3 separate regions of the Sus scrofa genome follow, and regions 1 and 3 are each linked to region 2. A link is a contact called in public Hi-C and promoter capture Hi-C data. All regions are on one chromosome and are shown on one strand. Each heading gives the region's core, a stretch centred on a gene start, on an enhancer-like site or on the middle of the called end of the contact. The rest is flanking DNA. Distances are from core to core; before and after follow the strand shown. Region 1 overlaps GSTCD (glutathione S-transferase C-terminal domain-containing protein). Region 2 has its middle 17 kb from the start of ARHGEF38. Region 3 holds the start of GSTCD (glutathione S-transferase C-terminal domain-containing protein).

What was found. Promoter capture Hi-C pulls out the DNA fragments that hold promoters and counts their contacts. A called contact is a pair of places that touch in the nucleus more often than the background predicts.
Region 1: a Hi-C map of liver shows a contact between it and region 2, with 2.8 times the contacts expected there. The contact joins two enhancer-like sites. A contact is called at or near these places in 18 of 47 Hi-C or Micro-C datasets (alveolar macrophages, blood, embryonic fibroblasts and 10 more) and 1 of 2 datasets of contacts at active chromatin or transcription factors (alveolar macrophages).
Region 3: a promoter capture Hi-C map of liver shows a contact between it and region 2, with 3 times the contacts expected there. The contact joins the promoter of GSTCD here to the enhancer-like site in region 2. A contact is called at or near these places in 1 of 5 promoter capture datasets (liver), 17 of 47 Hi-C or Micro-C datasets (alveolar macrophages, blood, embryonic fibroblasts and 10 more) and 1 of 2 datasets of contacts at active chromatin or transcription factors (alveolar macrophages).

What each region holds. Positions count from the first base shown.
Region 1 is chr8:116,013,525-116,016,224 of Sscrofa11.1, forward strand. It overlaps GSTCD (glutathione S-transferase C-terminal domain-containing protein), which reads right to left. Exons shown (of 12, transcript XM_021101711.1): 4 at 1,110-1,361. Among named protein-coding and RNA genes, the nearest start is that of INTS12, 17 kb to the right of the region's middle. Within about 2 kb of position 1,262, at least 1 of the 83 cell types and tissues checked has an H3K27ac peak or open chromatin away from gene starts, as enhancers often do. A contact at or near this core is called in liver, where this site is marked.
Region 2 is chr8:116,214,632-116,217,331 of Sscrofa11.1, forward strand. No RefSeq gene overlaps it. Among named protein-coding and RNA genes, the nearest start is that of ARHGEF38, 17 kb to the left of the region's middle. Within about 2 kb of position 1,425, at least 2 of the 83 cell types and tissues checked have an H3K27ac peak or open chromatin away from gene starts, as enhancers often do. A contact at or near this core is called in liver, where this site is marked.
Region 3 is chr8:116,030,613-116,033,459 of Sscrofa11.1, forward strand. It overlaps GSTCD (glutathione S-transferase C-terminal domain-containing protein), which reads right to left and starts at 1,264. Exons shown (of 12, transcript XM_021101711.1): 1 at 1,018-1,264. The coding sequence starts at 1,219. It overlaps INTS12 (integrator complex subunit 12), which reads left to right and starts at 1,252. Exons shown (of 7, transcript XM_021101712.1): 1 at 1,252-1,390.

The sequences.
Region 1 (2,700 bases), core at 12-2,511, 200 kb before region 2:
GTATCAAATGCAAATATCTTTCCTAAAGTCATTTTATTGTTGGAAAAGCAGAAGCAGAAAAATCTGAATTACCAATCTTTTTTCTAAGACTCTGCATAAGTATGAATTAAAAGCACAGATAAATGATTTGTTGAAATTTTAAAAATTAGTGTTTTAATACAAAGATTACTCTCCTGACAATTATTAAAAACAAAAATGAAAACACTCAAGAGGTAAATGAGAGATCGCTAAACCGTATAACCATCTGATCAGATACAGCACATTTTGGACCTACCTTGATATCTTCTACAATCAACTATACCATCCTGCTTCACTGGTTCATCACTAGGCTAACAAAGCTTAGCATTAGTGATGAGGGGCAGATTGTTTTGAATGAGAGAGAAAGGCAAGACTATTGGCAAAACTTTTACAATTAGTACTATTAGAAATAAATTATGTTGAAAAGAGAGAAAAATAAATCGGATATGTTCTTATATAAAAAGTCATCAAGCTCAAAAAATAAAAACAATTCAAAGAATTAAAAAAAACTTAAATTTAGACAAAAACTTAGTAAATTGAGATAATCATCTTCATATTGTTTAATTCAAATTACCACCTCAAAATTTAAAAACAGACCAAATCCTTGCAACAGAAAAACATCAGGTTAAAACAATAAAGTTGACCAGCTATGATATGACTTTGGTGTCTTGAATCTAAGGAAAAAAGTTTTGAGAAAAATATCTTTTGGGGGCAGGGAGAGCTGTGCCTGAAGCATGTGAAAGTTCCTGGGTCAGAGATCGAACCCATGCCACAGCAGCAACTTGAGCCACAGCAGTGACAGTGCCAGATCCTTAACCCACTGAGCCATCAGAGAACTCTGAGAAAAAAATACTTTTAAAAAATATATATTCTGACTTATTTGCCTCCAAAGACATAATGTTTAAGATCTTTAATTTACTATATTTTACTTAAATGCCAAAGACTAATAGATATATTAATTGGTCAAGAGTGATATAAATAAAATCTATAACAAAAATGTGAATAGACGATTACAAATTGGGATAGAATGCGCTGCAACATTACTACATGGAAGCTTTCAAACAAAATTTTAATGAAAACAATTTAAGTACCATTAACTTGGTCATAGTGGGTCTCGGTCCTCCTATAAATGAAGAATCATTTTGCTCCTCTACACATGGGACCTCATCTAAGTTCGGATGCCATTCATTTGAGGAGGTCTGCAACTCTGGCAAATGGAGAAATTGGATCCCACACTGAGAAGCTGCTGTTTTAACTCTTGGCACTTCCTGAATCCTCCGGTACCAGGCAGCCAGCAGTGGAAATTCTACCAGCTTTTCAGGAAGTTTCTTGCAGATAATTACCTAGGCAGAAAAAGAACACATTATTACATATTTTTTTGTTTATGAGAGCTGGTTGAGGTAACTTTTTTTTTTTTTTTGAGTTAACTTTCGAAACCACAAAATTCACACATTTTCTGTATACAGTTCAAAGAACAAGTTTTAGTAAATTTATACAGTTGTGCAACTACCACCGTAATCCAGTACTGGGACACCCAATGTCACACCAAAAAGTTCCCTGTGACCATTTGCCATTAATCTCTGCTCCCAGTCAGCTGCAGGAAATCACTGATCTGGTTTTTATGTGTATAATTTTACCTTTTCTAGAATTTTACATAAATGGAATCACAAAATGTGGCTTTTCTCACTTAGCAATATGATTTTGATACTGATCCATCTACTTGCATTTATCAGTAGTTTGTTTTTACTATGATGCAGCATTTAAAGTAAGGCTTTTATTTATTCAAATTAGAAACATTTAAAACTATTACCCCTGAAGTAAATATTTATCTGGGTTTTTTTTTTTTGTCAGATGCTTTCTCCCTAGCATCACCACCAAACTTCAATTTCTTTAAAAATTGGAATGTTCTTGCATCTTTGTGAGACACTGAATATTGTTTCTATAGAAACAGTTATGTTACAAATGATGACTTATGATTATAAACAAATAAAGTAAAAAGGTCAAGACAAAGAAAATCTCTACAAATATATCTAGCAATAATCAGTGTCAAAACAGGAGCCAGAAAGGCCAAAAATTAATGAAAAATTCACATGTATATATAGTTTACCTTATTTGGACTTTGACATTAAATGAGAATCGATTATAAGAACATGAGTTCCATCTAACTCTTTTTGTATATACAAGCATTTAAAACATTGCCTTGCAAAAAAATACTCTGAACAAATGATCAAGGAACCATTTATTGCCCTCAAAGAATAATCCCCTGAATTAGTATTTTTCAAGCTGCTGTTTATTACCCATCAGGAGGTTTTAAAATCAATACAGTAGGGTTTTTTTTTTTAATGAAATAAAATAGAAAATATCAGAATATATAGCATGCAATAATGTGAGTTATTTTGTGTTTATAAGTATATAGTTTATACATGTGATATGAATTTATTTGTATGCTGAATCACTGTAAAATGAATTATTTACTGTAAAAGTAAAAAAGTTTGAAAAATAATGTCTAAAGGGTACCCTGGGAGCCAGAAAGTTTCTAATTCTCATCAAAATACTTAATTGCTTTGAAATAGATTATGTGCTGAGGGAATTGAGCTTTAAGCCATGACAAATTAATTAAATAAGAAATATTCTCTTTTCCTCACCTTTCCTTTATGCCCCTTGGTAGTGATTTATTCGTAT
Region 2 (2,700 bases), core at 175-2,674:
TCTTTTTGTCAATAAAAGGCTTCTCTTAAATATAAATATTGAGTTACCCAGTCTCATTTCATATTAAAATATAGATTTAATTTTAGAAATTCCCTTCTTTGGGTTGATTTATTTCCCAGAGTACAGTCTTACCAAGGTCTCATTTCTTCCCTTTAATAATGTAGAAGAAAGCACTGTTTTAACTATAAACAGAATAGAGAAAAAAAACAGTTGTCAGACTGGTAGCTTCTCTCTCTCTTCATCTTATGACTTGAAGACACGTACTCCACATATCTGTCCACCAAAAGGACAAAAAATAGACTTACATATAAACTCAAAGAGAAAATAATTATTTTCCAAAAAGGCTTTTGATGTGTGCCCTGGACAAAAACAAGGATGGTATTAAGATAATTATGAAAGCTCAAGATAGAGAGAATAGAAATCAAAGCTTTTTATTCCTGAAATTTGGTATCTCGGTTAGCTTATTATATCAAAGCACGGCAATTTTTAAAAGAACTTCTTTCAGTAAAGAACAGCTTCCAAATCTCTCCTCCTTTTTGTCAGTCTCAGCATCCCAGCTAAAAGAGAGAGGCAGATGTCTTCACTGTGGCTTCAGGACCCTCTAGAATATAATGGCTTCAAATTGGCACCAAAACTGCAGTTTCTTAGAATGGAGTATAGAATTTATTTATTTATGATGTGGGGTGGAGGTCAGGGCAAGTTTTTTTCCCCCAAGTAAAAATTCTGGTGCACCCAATATTTAAAACAGTCAGAAGAGTAGAATGGATCTCTAAGACAGGCTCAACTTTGCTATTTTTTTAATTGGTAGAACAGGTTCAATTACTGCAGAATCCTAGGAGCACACTCTCAGAAACCTGTGGATCACGTTCAGAACTGTCCCACACTGAGAAAGTGCAATTCAAGATGGTTTGACACTATTAAATCTGTTTAGCCCAGATTTCAGAACACCTGCTTGGGAGCTCACGTTGTGGCTCAGTGCCAACGAACCTGACTAGTAACCATGAGGATGTGGGTTCGAGCCCTGGTCTTGCTCAGTGGATTAAGGATCTGGCATTTCCTTGAGCTGCAGCATAGATCACAGATATGGCTACAATCTGGCATTGCTGTGGCTGTGGTATAGGACAGCAGCTGCATCTCGGATTCGACCCCTAGCCTGGGAACTTTCATATGCTGTGGGTGCAGCCATAAAAAGATAAAAAAAGAAAGAAAGAAAGGAGGGAGGAAGGAAGGAAGGAAGGAAGGAAGGAAGGAAGGAAGGAAGGAAGGAAAGGAAGGAAGGAAGGAAGGAAGGAAGGAAGGAAGGAAGAAAGAAAGAAAGAAAGAAAGAAAGAAAGAAAGAAAGAAAGAAAGAAAGAAAAGAAAGAGAAAGAAAGAAACCCGCTTGAAAAAAAAATCACAAGAGCTTTTAACGTTTGCCAAAGAAAGTTAATATTTTACCTTTTCTATTTATTACACAGCATACCAAAGAATGAGAAAAAAATATCCTGTAAGCATGTAATTTTGAGCAAAAGAGAATCAAAACATAAACAGAGGGCTTTATGTGTCTTTCTGTATTAAATGCAAAGATGCCGTGGAGTGTATTACCGCTAACATTTATTGAGCACTCTCTATGTGCAACGTGCTCCCTCTACTTCTCATGGATCCTGGGACTTACTTCTCACAAGAACCTCTTGAGATAAGTACAAGGACTTCTTTAACAAAAAGGGATACTAAGGTTAGGGAGTTTAAGTAACTTCCCAACATTATAAACAGCCAGTGATGGAGTCAGAATTCAAACTCAGGTATAAGTTTCTAATCATTATGCCACATGCACACAATGTTATTGAAAGAATACTCATCTTTTAAAAGAAATTGTATTCTAATTACTTTGGCCTAATCAACTTTTTTTTTTTTTTTTTTTTTTTTTTTGTCTTTTTGCCATTTCTTGGGCCGCTCCTGCGGCATATGGAGGTTCCCAGGATAGGGGTCTAATCGGAGCTGCAGCCACCAGTCTATGCCAGAGCCACAGCAACGGGGGATCCGAGCCGCGTCTGCGACCTACACCACAGCTCACAGCAACGCCGGATCCTTAACCCACTGAGCAAGGCCAGGGATCGAACCCGCAACCTCATGGTTCCTAGTCGGATTCGTTAACCACTGCCCCACGACAGGAACTCCAACTTTTGATAATTATACTTCCCTCACCACCTGTGTGACACTGGCACCTAGTCAATGACAAAGAAATATAGTTGTTACTATGGTTTTCAACAGATAGCCACATCTTCACTGATCACGTATTTCTTATCTGTGAAAGAAGAGAATAACTTTCAAAAAGCTAGAACTTTATTTTTTTTAATTATTTAATGAATTTTATTACATTTATAGGTGTACAACAATCATCACAAAGAACTTCACTTTGAAAATCAGAAGCTGCACTAAGGAAAACAAATGTTAAATTGCCTATTTCTAAGCAACATTATTGACAGAGCAAAGGTCACCTTGATTGATGAAATACTAATCTGTATCTGGCTGGGAAACAATGGTACAAAATAGTATGGTACCAAAAAAAAAAAAATTCTCCTTAAACCAAGAACAATTCAATCTCAATTATGCATCACAGAGAACTTTTAAAGTTACGTGTTAAAGTTCAGCCAAAGGTGAACATGTTTAATGTAAAACATGTGCCATGTTTTTAAAAGTTGTTTACTCAAAGATGAAGGG
Region 3 (2,847 bases), core at 14-2,513, 180 kb before region 2:
TTAAGAGTATCGGCGGAGTTCCCATTGCCGCGCAGTGTAAATGAATCTGACTAGTATCCATAGGATATGGATTCAATCAGTGGGTCGCAGATCCCACCTTGCCCTGAGTGGTGGTGTAGGTCACAGACTTTGCTCGGATCCTGAGTTGTTGTGGATTAGGCTGGTGGCTATAGCTCAGATTCCACCCCTAGCCTAGGAACTTCCATATGCCTAGACTGTGGCCCTAAAAAGCAAAAAAAAAAAAAAAAAAAAAAAAAAAAGGGGGGGAATAAGGGGAAAAGGAGTTCCCGATGTGGCTCAGCAGTAACGAATCCGACTAGTGTGCATGAGGACACTAGTCTGATCCCTGGCCTCAGTGGGTTAAGGATCCCATTGCTAGGGCTGTGGTGTAGGTCGGCAGCTGTAGCTTCCATTGGACCCCTAGTCTGGGAATTACCATATGCCAAGGGTGTGTCCCTAAAAAGCCGAAACAAACAAACAGTCACCTAATCCCAAACCAAGTAGAATTGGTGTGGGAAGTACGTGTATTAGTAAACGTTTCTGAAGTAAAAGCAATTTTCATGCAAGTTAAACCCAAACTTTCTATAGGAGTTTAAACCAAAGTGAAACGCTACTTTGATGGTAGTGCAGAAACAAATCGCCCAAAATGTAGGGGGTTCTTTGGAGCAACTGTTAGGTAGTATTCACATACTACTGCTTTCTCCAATGAGGAAGGGCTGGAATAGAAAACTCAGTAGAAAAAAAGATAAAAGTTAAAAGAGTGACCCAAGAGGTCTTAACTACACTTAGCAGCAAATGGCGAACGACCGAACAGACTGCTGCAACTGGAAGCTGCTCCTTTCCCCTTCAGTAAATGAAGCCATGGGGACTGGCCCTGGAAAAATTGCGAAGGGGCCCGGACCCCTCCACTCTTCCCGCCCTTCTTCGCATCGTCAACCCTGCCGGTCCCTGGATGAAAGAGGAGTCTTTGCAGGGTCTTGAGGACTGAGGAGCCGGCGGCGCGAGCGCCCTCCTTACCTGGTCGCAGAGGCGCGGCCAGGCAGGGAGGGTGCGTGAACGTGTCAACACTGGCCGCCAGCGCATTCCCGCCCCGCCCGAGCCGGGTTTCCCGAGGTCGCTTTAGGAAGTCTTCGCCTGCAGACCGCTCGCAGCTCCACGCGGCAGGGAAAAAAACAACAGAAGCAGCGCCGGGGAAACAGCAGCACCTGCCGTCATTCATAATCCGGCGCACCGGAAGAAGGTGGTTACGTCACTTCCTCCCGTCGCACAGTGAAAACGTTCCCCAGTCGACCCTGCTGCGGGAACTTTTGTTTTTCCGCTCTCCCGGCGGGCTAGTGCTGGGACCTGTTCGTCAGGCCACCGGGAACGGACGGAGCAGCGGGGCGGAGCGGTGAGTTGCGACGAGCCCCTCGGTTCCCAGCCGCCTCTGGGAGGCTTGAGACCTCCGCGAGGGGTGAAGTGGGACGGTAGTACTGTGCGGTCTTAGTTTCCTCGCCTCTTGTGAGGAAACTCATAATTTGCAGGCGGTCGAATGCCCAGTCTGACCATTCTCCCCTTACAGTTGGGGTCGTGCTTCCCCCGAAGGTTTTGCAGGCTGGGGTCAGCGGACCGAGGTTACAGCCCCAGGGATTGGGACCTTGGAACCCTGTCTCGGACCTTCCTCGGAAGGTTTTGGCGACTTCTCTGTGCAGCTCCCTCTGCCTCCTCTCATCTTCATTGGGCTCACTTGTCAAGACCCTTCCCGATGTTAGGCCTTCGGTGGGTCTTGCCTTTGATCAGAAGATTGATATTCCTTTTCTGAGTGTCGTTTTTCAGATTTTCTGTCGGTTGGTTGGTTTGGAATTAGGTTCTTTCCGCCTGTTGTCGTTTCCGGATGTGTGCCTAAGGTCATCAGTGTAATCCAGGGCCAAGATCCAGGAGGAATAAAAAGGGCAGTATCTTTAAAAGGGTATTTATTAGGATGAGTTGCATGAGTTTGCAAAGGGCAAAGCTTTCTAGAGCCGTTATTGAGGTGGCAACCCCAATATTGCACTCTGCCTGAATAGGTTCAGCTTCCTTCATCTCGTGCACGTGAAACTCCAACTTTGGACTTCTTTTAATGTTAGCTTGTAAGATAGATAATGGGATCTAGAGGAAAGCATATATTTATATATGAATACCCAATTTAGGTTGGAGAAATCACAGAAGCCCTAGAAAGTGACATTTAAAAAAACCCTAGTGCATTCACTCAACAAATATTTTTGAGAATATGTTAAATTCCAAGCACTAGGTATGTAACAGTTCTGAATAAAAGAATTCCCTTCTTGCATGGAGTTTACAGTCTAGTGGGGTTAATGAATTTAAATCACATGGAGGATTGGGTAGAGAGTAATGCAGATAGGAACATTGTACAAATCCCATGTCATGAAAAAGGTGTTTTCTGCTTTGTATTGTTTTTGCTTTTTTGATATTTGAGGGCTTGAGGTGGGATTGGGGGTGGGAGGAGTCTGGAGGGTGGTAATAGCTTTGAGTTTCTTTTTTGTTGCTTATTGCAGAGGGACTTTGGAAATGATTAGAATTGTGTAGAAGGAAAAAAACTATTATCCTTTGATCTCTAATAATTCTTTGGCCATTATTTTTTGGTACTTTACAAAATACAAACGTGATGGTAAAAAGATAGCCTTTCCCCTTAAAGTAGTCAGAGATTTATAGAGAATATAACAAATGTGCAAAAAAAAGAAAACAGAAAAAAAAAGACTGTGGTTCAAGGTAGAAAGTTCCAGTACCTTGAGAATGCACTCCAAGATTTCCCAGGGGAGGGCAAGATTATTATTATTATTATTTATTTATTTATTTATTTATTTATTT